Linked DNA regions of Mus musculus: region 1 is linked to region 2. Evidence: chromatin contacts called from public HiChIP or PLAC-seq data. All regions are on one chromosome and are shown on one strand. The core of a region is the stretch at or near the end of the contact, and the rest is flanking DNA. Distances in the headings are between cores, read along the strand shown.

What was found. HiChIP or PLAC-seq counts read pairs in DNA pulled down with a chosen protein or histone mark.
Region 1: a contact with region 2 is called in an H3K4me3 HiChIP or PLAC-seq map of stem cell-derived neural progenitor cells, with 6 times the contacts expected there. The contact joins the promoter of S1pr5 here to the promoter of Shfl in region 2. A contact is called at or near these places in 2 of 39 promoter capture datasets (hippocampal neurons and liver), 2 of 484 Hi-C or Micro-C datasets (embryonic stem cells and liver), 2 of 115 datasets of contacts at active chromatin or transcription factors (embryonic stem cells and stem cell-derived neural progenitor cells) and 3 of 9 other capture datasets (adipose tissue, liver and pancreatic islet).

The regions. Positions count from the first base shown.
Region 1 is chr9:21,245,548-21,250,108 of GRCm38.p6, reverse strand. S1pr5 (sphingosine-1-phosphate receptor 5) reads left to right here and starts at 1,666. Exons shown (of 3, transcript NM_053190.2): 1 at 1,666-1,716; 2 at 3,876-4,032.
Region 2 is chr9:20,866,442-20,870,880 of GRCm38.p6, reverse strand. Shfl (shiftless antiviral inhibitor of ribosomal frameshifting) reads right to left here and starts at 2,239. Exons shown (of 8, transcript NM_175687.2): 1 at 1,945-2,239; 2 at 1,428-1,551; 3 at 1,228-1,277. The coding sequence starts at 1,965.

The DNA of each region.
Region 1 (4,561 bases), core at 417-2,916, 380 kb before region 2:
CATTGGCTATGCTGTCGGGCGCATGGTTTCTATTGGTTAAAACTAGTAGGAGCGGTTCTGCCTACTGGAACAGCTGGGTCTGGCTGCAGCCATGGGGATCCCACAGGGGGCTACATTAGAGAGCTCTCCCAAAGGGTTCAACGGAGGTGTGACCTAGCCTGAGACATTCCGGCAACAACTCTAGACTCACTCCTTATGACTTCTCCATGCTACTTCTAATATGTACTCACCTCTCACCCTGCCCCCTCCCCCAGCCGGTTAGCTGGGGCTGAATGACCCTGGGCAAAGGGCATAGTCCCCAGGAAGGTCATTCAAAGAGACACCAGAAACCGGACTGTGGGCACAGGTCTGAGGTTGGAAGAGCTGGGCCCTAGCAGGAATCTCTTGGGAATTAAAGGGGCAGGCGGGGGAGGGGCGGGGTGGGTAGTGCCAGCTGAGTCTGATCTGCTGGAGGAGTGGCCTGAGAGAGGTGTAGAAGAGCGACACAGACAGTGTGGAAGAGACACACACACACAAAGACACAGGGAGAAACAGATACCAAGAGGATCTGAGAGAAGCCAGAAAAATGGATCATATTGTGATCAGAGTTCAATTCTGGGGACCCACATGGGGTGTGGGGGAGAAAAGCAACTTCGACAAGTTGTTGTCTGATTTCCCTACATATGACATAGTACACACACGCATGCACACATACAAATACATAAATAAGCATGATTTTAAGAGCAATTTAAAGCCAGGACTGGTAGCACATGCCTTTAATCCTAGCATTCAGGAGGCAGAGGCAGGCAGATCTTTGAGGCCAGCTACGGAGCTGAGTACCAGGACAGCCAAGACTACACAGAGAAATCGTGTCTCGAAAAAAAACAAAAACAAAAACAAGAAGGAAAGAAAGAAATTTTAAATGAGACCCTAGGGGAGAGAGACATAGCGAGTAGATATCCATTTGTCATTTACTACCTTATTCATTCAGAAGTGTTTATTGGCCATAATCTGTGCCCAAGACAGCCTCAAATCCCTGACACCATAAACACAAGTGCTATATTTCATGATTTCGACCCTAAAGGTTGAAAGAAGTGGGGCGGAGACAGAGAAGCCTTTGGGCGGGAGGAGTCAGATCCTACTTATTTGGGGACCTGGAAGTTCCCTCCACCTACACTATCCCTCTCGTACCTGCCCCTCCTCTCTCTTGTCCCTCAGAAAGTAGAGAAGGGCTCTGTGCTGCTGTCCAGAGGAGACTTGTCCCCACCCGGTGAGGACCAGAAGACTCCAGCAGTCGCGCCCACTAAAAGTATCTCTTAAATTGTGCTGCCCATGTGCTGCGCCATTGAGTTGTCTTTGGAATGCAGGCTCAGGGGTCCAGACATCAGAGGACAGACAGGACCCCTTATCTGGAGTAGAAGAGTGATTCACCTAGAAAAACCCTCTCTTTCCTGCGATTCTGGGCCCTCCCACCCCGAGTGTCCCCGGGAGGGACCCGAGGGAGAAGCTAGGACTTGCTGGTACCAGTCGCCGCTGAGGCGCTCTCCGGTGCCGCGGCGGGTGGCACAGGCTGGCAACCCCGGGCTGGGAGAAGGAGGGGGAAAATGCGGGCGTTCGCCGACACTTGGCGTCGCGGGCCCGCCCTTAGGCTTGCCACTTCCAGCCCCGCCCCCATTGCAGCCGTCCAGTGTTCCCAGGCGCACCGCCTAGGGCACACGACCGGACCCAGGCGCAAGGGTGAGTGTCCAGCACTAGGGGAACTTGCGGGAAGTGGGACTCGGCTCCTTGGAGCAATTGACGGCTGGAAATGCACAGCGCTCCTTGCTGGGGTTTCTAGATCCTTTATGGGACCCCCAGCAGAGAAAACTGAAAACTCCAAGGGTACTTGTAGGCCTGAAGGGGAGTGAGGACCCCAGGAACCCTCCAGCTCAGCCTGGCTGGGCTCCTTCAAACTTTTCCTAATATCATTTCCAGGCATGTCAGGTCATTGGAGGTGTTGGTACAAAAGTCCTACCCTCTCCCGAGTGAACCGAGCAGAGAAAGCTGTTTAACCTGTATCTGTATTTGATGCCTCTCCAGCACTCAAAGTGGCCCAGTACTTCTAAGTCTGTTTGTGCTCCTCAGAAACTGTCTGGGACCTCTTTGTCCCTTTGCCTTCCAGGTATTGAGAGATCTGTGTCCCGGGCCTGTCTTTTCCAAGGCTTCTATGAAGGGCATTTCTTGTTGTAAAAAATTTCAGGGCATGGTGATGTATGTGTGCCTTTAATCCCAACACTTGGGAGGCAGAAGCAGTTGGAGCTCTGTAAGTTTCAGGTCAGCCTGGTCTATCTAGACCCAGGCCAGCAGGCTGCATACGAAGACTGTCTCAAAACAATTTATTTTAAAATCTGATTTACGTGTGTGTGTGTGTGTGTGTGTGTGTGTGTGTGTATGTGTGTTGGTGGATGGGTGGGACTGTGGATGTATGCATGCCACAAACATCACAAATGTGGAGGTCTGAAGACAGCTTGCGAGGTTGGCTCTCTCTTTACACTGTGTGGGTTCCATCTCGCCAGCCTTCCCACTGGCCATCTCACCAGCCTCTCAAGGTATTTTTTTAGGAACCTGTTTTTGTTTATCTGTAAATTGGGACTGAGGGAGGAATTGCTGAGAGGATTAAAGGGTAAGTGGCTTTTAGAAGAGTCACTGTGATTTAATGACATGTGTGTCTCTACTGAGGTCCTCTGAATGTGCAGTGACCAGGATCAACATTCTCACTGGCGCTTGGAGGAAATAACTTTTCTTTTTTTGTTGTTGTTGGTTTGTTTGTTTTGTGCTTTGTTTTTCAAGACAGGGTTTCTGTGAGTGGCCCTGGCTACCCTGGAACTCACTCTGTAGACCAGGCTGGCCTCTAATTCACAGAGATCCACCTGCCTCTGCCTCCCAAGTGTTGGGATTAAAGGTGTGCCTCCCAAACGCTGACACCATTGCATACACTAGCAAGATTTTGCTGAAAGGACCCTGATATAGCTGTCTCTTGTGAGGCTATGCTGGGGCCTAGCAAACACAGAAGTGGATGCCCACAGTCAGCTATTGGATGGATCACAGGGCCCCCAATGGAGCAGCTAGAGAAAGTATCCAAGGAGCTAAAGGGGTCTGCAACCCTATAGGTGGAACAACAATATGAACTAACCAGTTCCCCTGGAGCTCGTGTCTCTAGCTGCATATGTATCAGAAGATGGCCTAGTCGGCCATCAGCGGAAAGAGAGGCCCCTTGGTCTTGCAAACTTTATATGCCTCAGTACAGGGGAACGCCAAGGCCAAGAAGTGGGAGTGGGGGTGTAGGAGAGTGGGGGGGAGGGTATGGGGGACTTTGGGATAGCATTGGAAATGTAAATGAAGAAAATACCTAATTAAAAAAAAAAAAAAGGTGTGCCTCACCACTGCCACCACCACCACCCAGCAACATTAAAAAAAAAAAAAAAAAAAAAAAAAAACCAAGGAAAAGCCCATGTGTTTCTCATGTGCAATATGGGGCCCTGGGCCCCAGGCTGGTTGTGGGTGGAGGTTGTGAAATTGTGCTACTGGGTGTGAGACCATTCTCAGGGCTGAGCCCCTGTGGTGGCTTCTGTCACTGAATCTGCATGTTTGGGAGGGGGAGGAAGCCAATGCTGGCTCTGGAGCTCAGGCCACCTGAGCATGTTAGGCTTTCGCTGAGCTACAGGTCCCCAGCCAGGCCAGTGTGTCTGTGTCCTGTCCATGTGGAACCCCTTCCTTATTTAGTGTCCCTATCTGTGGTTGTCTGTGTAGCAATGATTTTTGGAATTCTCCTTTGTTTATGAGTGGGCATGCATCTGGATGTGCCTCTGCTTTTGTGTTACAATAGTTCCTTTTTATTTTATTTAATCTTGACACAGGCCTCGAACTTACTGTGTAGAGAACGATAACCTTGAAGTCCTGATCCTCCGCTGGCAATTGCTGGGGAACCGGTGTACACCAAATGCCCAGCTTACTCCCCCCAGATTTCCAATAGCCGCTCTCCTGTGTCTGCTTCTGGAGTGCCGGTTACAGGAGGTTAGTTCTTCCTTTCTTTCCTTTCTTTCTTTCTTTCTTTCTTTCTTTCTTTCTTCCTTTTTTTTTTTGGGGGGGGGGTTTCGAGACAGGGTTTTCTCTGTGTAGTCCTGGCTGTCCTGGAGCTCACTCTGTAGACCAGGCTGGCCTGGAACTCAGAGATACACCTGCCTCTGCCTCCCAAGTGCTGGGATTAAAGGCGTGCCCGGCTTGTTTTTTCTTTTTTTTAAAACCAAATACTCTATTAACTTTTATTAATTTGTTTTGTGTGTTGTGTAGGTAAGAAAACAACTTTTTGGAGTCACTTGTCTCCTTCCATCATGTACATCCTGGGGATTAAACTCAAGTCATCGGGCTTGGTGGCAGGCATTTACCTGCTGAGCCATCTTGCTGGGGTGGTTGTATTGGTTTGGGAGGCTTGCTAGCCTAGAACTCACTATGTAGCCAGTAGTAGTACTTCGAGTATATACCCGTGTGCAAATGCCCAGCACAGGGGTGGTTCCTTGGTGCTGAAGTTGCAGGCGGTTTTGAG
Region 2 (4,439 bases), core at 990-3,489:
GAACTGGATACATTTGCTATTTTCATTTCCTAGATGGCCCAGAATCTGGATTCACTCAGTGATCATAGCCCATGGAACCCAGAGCCCTGCATGACCTCGCAGAGGCCACACATGTGACAACTGGCCTCAGATGCCACATGGTTTTAAACACTAAAACGTTTAAAAATGTCTATGTGTGTCTCTTCCCATGTGCATGTATACATGTGCAGTGCCCATGGACGCCAGAAGAGGGTGTCAGACCCCTTGGAACTTGGAGTGGTTGTGAGCGGTCCCATTTTGGAGCTGGGATCCTATGTGAGCAGCAAGTGCTCTTAACTGCTAAGCCATCTCTCTGTCCCCTGGCCACACTACAAAGCTCTGGGCTTTGGGGCTTGCAAGCAGCTAGCTGCAAGCCTAATTGGCTGCTCAGTTGCTCCCTGATGAGGGATGGCGGTCTTCACAGAGGGGCCTCTCAGAGCCCAGGCTTCGTTCCAAGTGGCTAGAGTCTGATTCCCTGAAGTCAACTGCTGGTCTCTGGAACCTGGTGAGTGTCGTGTCCCCGGGCTGGGTTCCTGTGCAATTGGATTGCCTCCTGGGACCCTGAGGAGGGGTAGGACATGAACCAAGGCCTGGAGATCTGCCTCACTCGTGCTCTCCATGAAGGCGACTTCCTGCTATTATTATTATTATCTTATCATATTGTTTATAGACCTAAAGCAAAAGAATATCATTGGTAGGATTCTTTTAGATGCCCAGCAAGGTGGTACACGCCTTGATCCCCTGCTCTTGGTAAGCAGAGGCAAGTGGATCTCTGTGAGTTCAAAGCCAGCCTGGCCTATCTAGTGAATTTCAGGGAAGTCCAGGGCTGAGCTATGTAAAGACTCTGTCTTACACAAAACAAAAACTCTGCTATGTCTTTCAAGCAAACAGAAGCCGAGGAGCAAAACAACCATATTGCCTTGATTCCTTCATCCCTCCTGTCCAGGCGTCTTTCTTCCCAGGATCTGCCCAGCTCAGACTTTCTTCTTATGCAAGAAAGGGTTGCCTTGAGTTTTCTTCGACATTCAGTCTCCTTATCCTACTGTCCTGTCTCTTCCATTTGAGGTAATCAGCATGTAATGAGCACCTACTGTTTGAAGGCTGCTTGAGAAAGGAAAGGACCCTAGATGGTAAGGGGAGCACTCACTGATTGTTCCTTCTGACAAGAGAATGGGAATCCCCCTTCCTTTGGGGACAGGGGGAGGTTACCTGAGCGTCCAGGTCGTTGCTCAGCTCCTGTCCGTCTTTCTGCTTGACACCTAGTGGGAGAACATGGGAGGGGCTCTTGAAGGGTGTAGGAGTTCCAGGCGGTGGAGAGCCTCCGGTTAAACGGAGCCAGGGTCGCTAAAGCGCTACAGCAATTCTGAAACCACACCCACTCAGTGTCCCCCCCACCAGGGCTGACTCACCATACACGATAGAGCGCCCAACTCCGGTGTGGTCGCTGCCAAACTTCCTCATAAGAGCCCCTGCCTTCTTGGGGGACACTTTCCCATGAAACTTCTCCCGGAGGCGCCTGACGCTCTTCTCCAACTAGGATAGAGGGGGGATAAGCTCTGATGTCGCCGGCGACGGGGAGCAGCCCCCGCACCTTCATTCTCCTGAACTTGACCCTGGCTTCTGGCCTCCGCATCCCCATCCCCCCCCCCCTTTAAGCCATTTCCTGGAAAAATCCGAAGTTCTCCAGGCATTGGGGGATGGTGGAGACTGCGGCGCGTCCCAGCCTCCCCGGTGCGAATTTGGGGTCTGGCGGTGTGTGTGTGTGTGTGTGTGTGTGTGGCGGGATGCAGGCCAGGTTACCCCCTTTCCTTCTGACCTCTGACCCTACAGCCCCACTGTGCCCAGGGATAGAGGAGGGAAACAGCCCAGGGGGCAGGGGTGTTCCCGGGAGCCCTTTCCGCGCCGCCGGTGGCGCGGCTGTCCTACCTCCACGCCATCCTGAGCCATGGTGGCCGGAGCACACCTGGCTGCGCCTGGGTCCGGGCCTCGCAAGCCTGGGTGGCGTCGCCGCAGCTCCGCCTCCCTCGGGCCCCTCTTTCAGTTTCGTTTCTACGTAAAGCTGGGGACCCTGAGGAGACCCCGCGCAGGCCTTGCGGCCACGCGTCTGCTCACGCGCCCTGTAGTGCTCCCGGGTGGTGCTCCCGGGCCTCCGAGCGCGCCTCACCGCGTCCTGCGCAGCAGCGCGGCCTCTGCAGTCGGTCACATGTCCCCACGCTGCGCGGGGTCCGCGTCTTCACGTCCCCCTTGGGGGCGGAGCCGCACCACAGTTCGGTGCTCCCTCGCTGCTCCTCCTATGCAGAACCCGAAGCGTCTTCGGACCACCGTGGCGTTTTGCTATGCTCAGCAGTTCTAACTCCCACGGCTTCTCTCTCTAATTCCCACACTCTCAGCCTCAGTTTCCTCCTCTGTAAAATGGGCATGCAAGATAGGCATGGTGACACACACCTGTCACTCCAGCAGTTGGAAGGTGGATGCAAAAAGATCAGGAGTTCAAGGATGTCCTAGACTATGTGTGACCCAGTTTCAAAAAAGAAAAAAAGAAAAAGGGGGGGGGGGAGGGGAACATCCTAGGACAAAATGAAATGAAAGATTTTTTATTTTTTTTATTATTTTTTTTTTAGCAAGTTTTACAGACTTCTCCAGAGAATGGGCCCCAGAATCTAAGAGGCCTGGGCTTTTTCACCCCGTTTAAATACCTTCTTCCCAGTGAACCTCTGCCTTGCCCCTTTCGGTACAGAGCTTGGGTCTCACTATGATCCAGGAGCACAGAAATCTTTGCTGGGTGATCTGGCTCCCACCACCACCAAAGGTGGATGCCACAGGTGCAGATAAGGTGGTTTAACAGTGAACCGGAGACCAAAGCCAGAGAGGGGGAAATGGAAACTGATCTACCCTCCCCTTCAGCCTCTTTCCCAGGCCCCATAGTTTCAATGGTGGCCCTTATGGTCCAGGTTACTCTGGAACTTTCTATGTAGCTGAGGATGACTTTGAACTCACCATCCTCCTGCTTCCACCTTCTGAATGCTGGGGGTCTCATTGTATAGCCGTGGCTGTCCTTAAACGTATGGTATGGTGGTCCTCCAGCCTTCGCTCTGTAGCACTGAGATTACAGCTGTGAGCCACCGTGTTTGGTTTTCCAGGGGGATTAATGTCACTTAGCACAATGTGGGACATAGATATTGCATCAGTCACCAGGTGACCTTTGAAGTGTCATGCTGGTTGGAAGCAGAGTAAAAATGTGAAGAAAAGCCAACTCCTGGCCCCTTACACCCTTGTAGACTTCTGGCTCCAAGGAATCCACATTGTAAATCTAAAGCCGAGAATCATGTGAGCATCGGGCCCTGGTCTCTACGCAAGCCTGAAAGGAACACCTCCAAATGGATAGTCATCAATAAGTTATATTGAAATACTATAGCTGTTATGGAAAGTGGGATAGAAGTTCCTCACAGAATACAATGAGCATAAGATCTGTCAACTATTGGGGAAAATGCCTGTAGGAAAGGAAACCAGCTTGTTAATGAGTGCCGGATACTTGCGCCTGTGTGCATTGCTGTATTGTTCACGCGATGTCCATTAATAGGTGAATGGATAAAGAAAATGCAGCGTGGACACACCATGGAATATTACTCACCCATAAGAAAGAAGAAGCCTCATTACTTACTGCAACAGGTATAAGGCTGGAGGGCATTATGTCAAGCTGCCTAAGATCTCATTCAGTCAGTGGAGACTAAAGAAACTGTTGGAGAAGCAGAGAGGGGCAGGGCAGAGGTGGGAAGGTGGAAAGCGCCTGGTCAAGGGTTACAGTGTTACAATTTGAATGCAAGAGTAAATTCCATTGAGCTGACTGGGTCAGGAACAGCCTGACTGTTTCAAAATAGCTAGAAGAGACCCTGCAGAGCCACAGGAAGAACTCTGCTGTGCTGGCCAGGCTAGTATGCCGTTTCTATCATTATTTCATGATCACTGGTGGCAAAAAGTCTCACTGTAGTGCCCAAAAATGTGCAGACACGTGCCAATCAAAAGTAAAACCCAGAGCCAGGTGGTGCTGGTGCACACTTTTAATCCCAGCACTCCGGAGGCAGGTGGATTTCTGTGAGTTTGAGGCCACCTTGATCTACAAAGTGAGTTCTAGGATGGCCAAGACTACACAGAGAGACTCTGTCTTGAAAAACCAAAAACCAAAAAAGGAAAAATAAAAAAAGTAGTAAAAATCAGGGCTGGGCTGTAGCTTAGTTGTTGGGGCACTTGGCCCCATTTTTACTCCCTAGCACCTCATAACCTGGTGGCATGGTGGCATGTGCCTGCAGTTCCAGCATTTGGGAGATAGAAGCAGGAGGGTCAGTTCAAGGTCAGCCTTGGCTATATAGTGAATAGGAGGCCAGTCTGGGCTGTGTAGCAAGACCATGTCTGCCTGCCTGCCT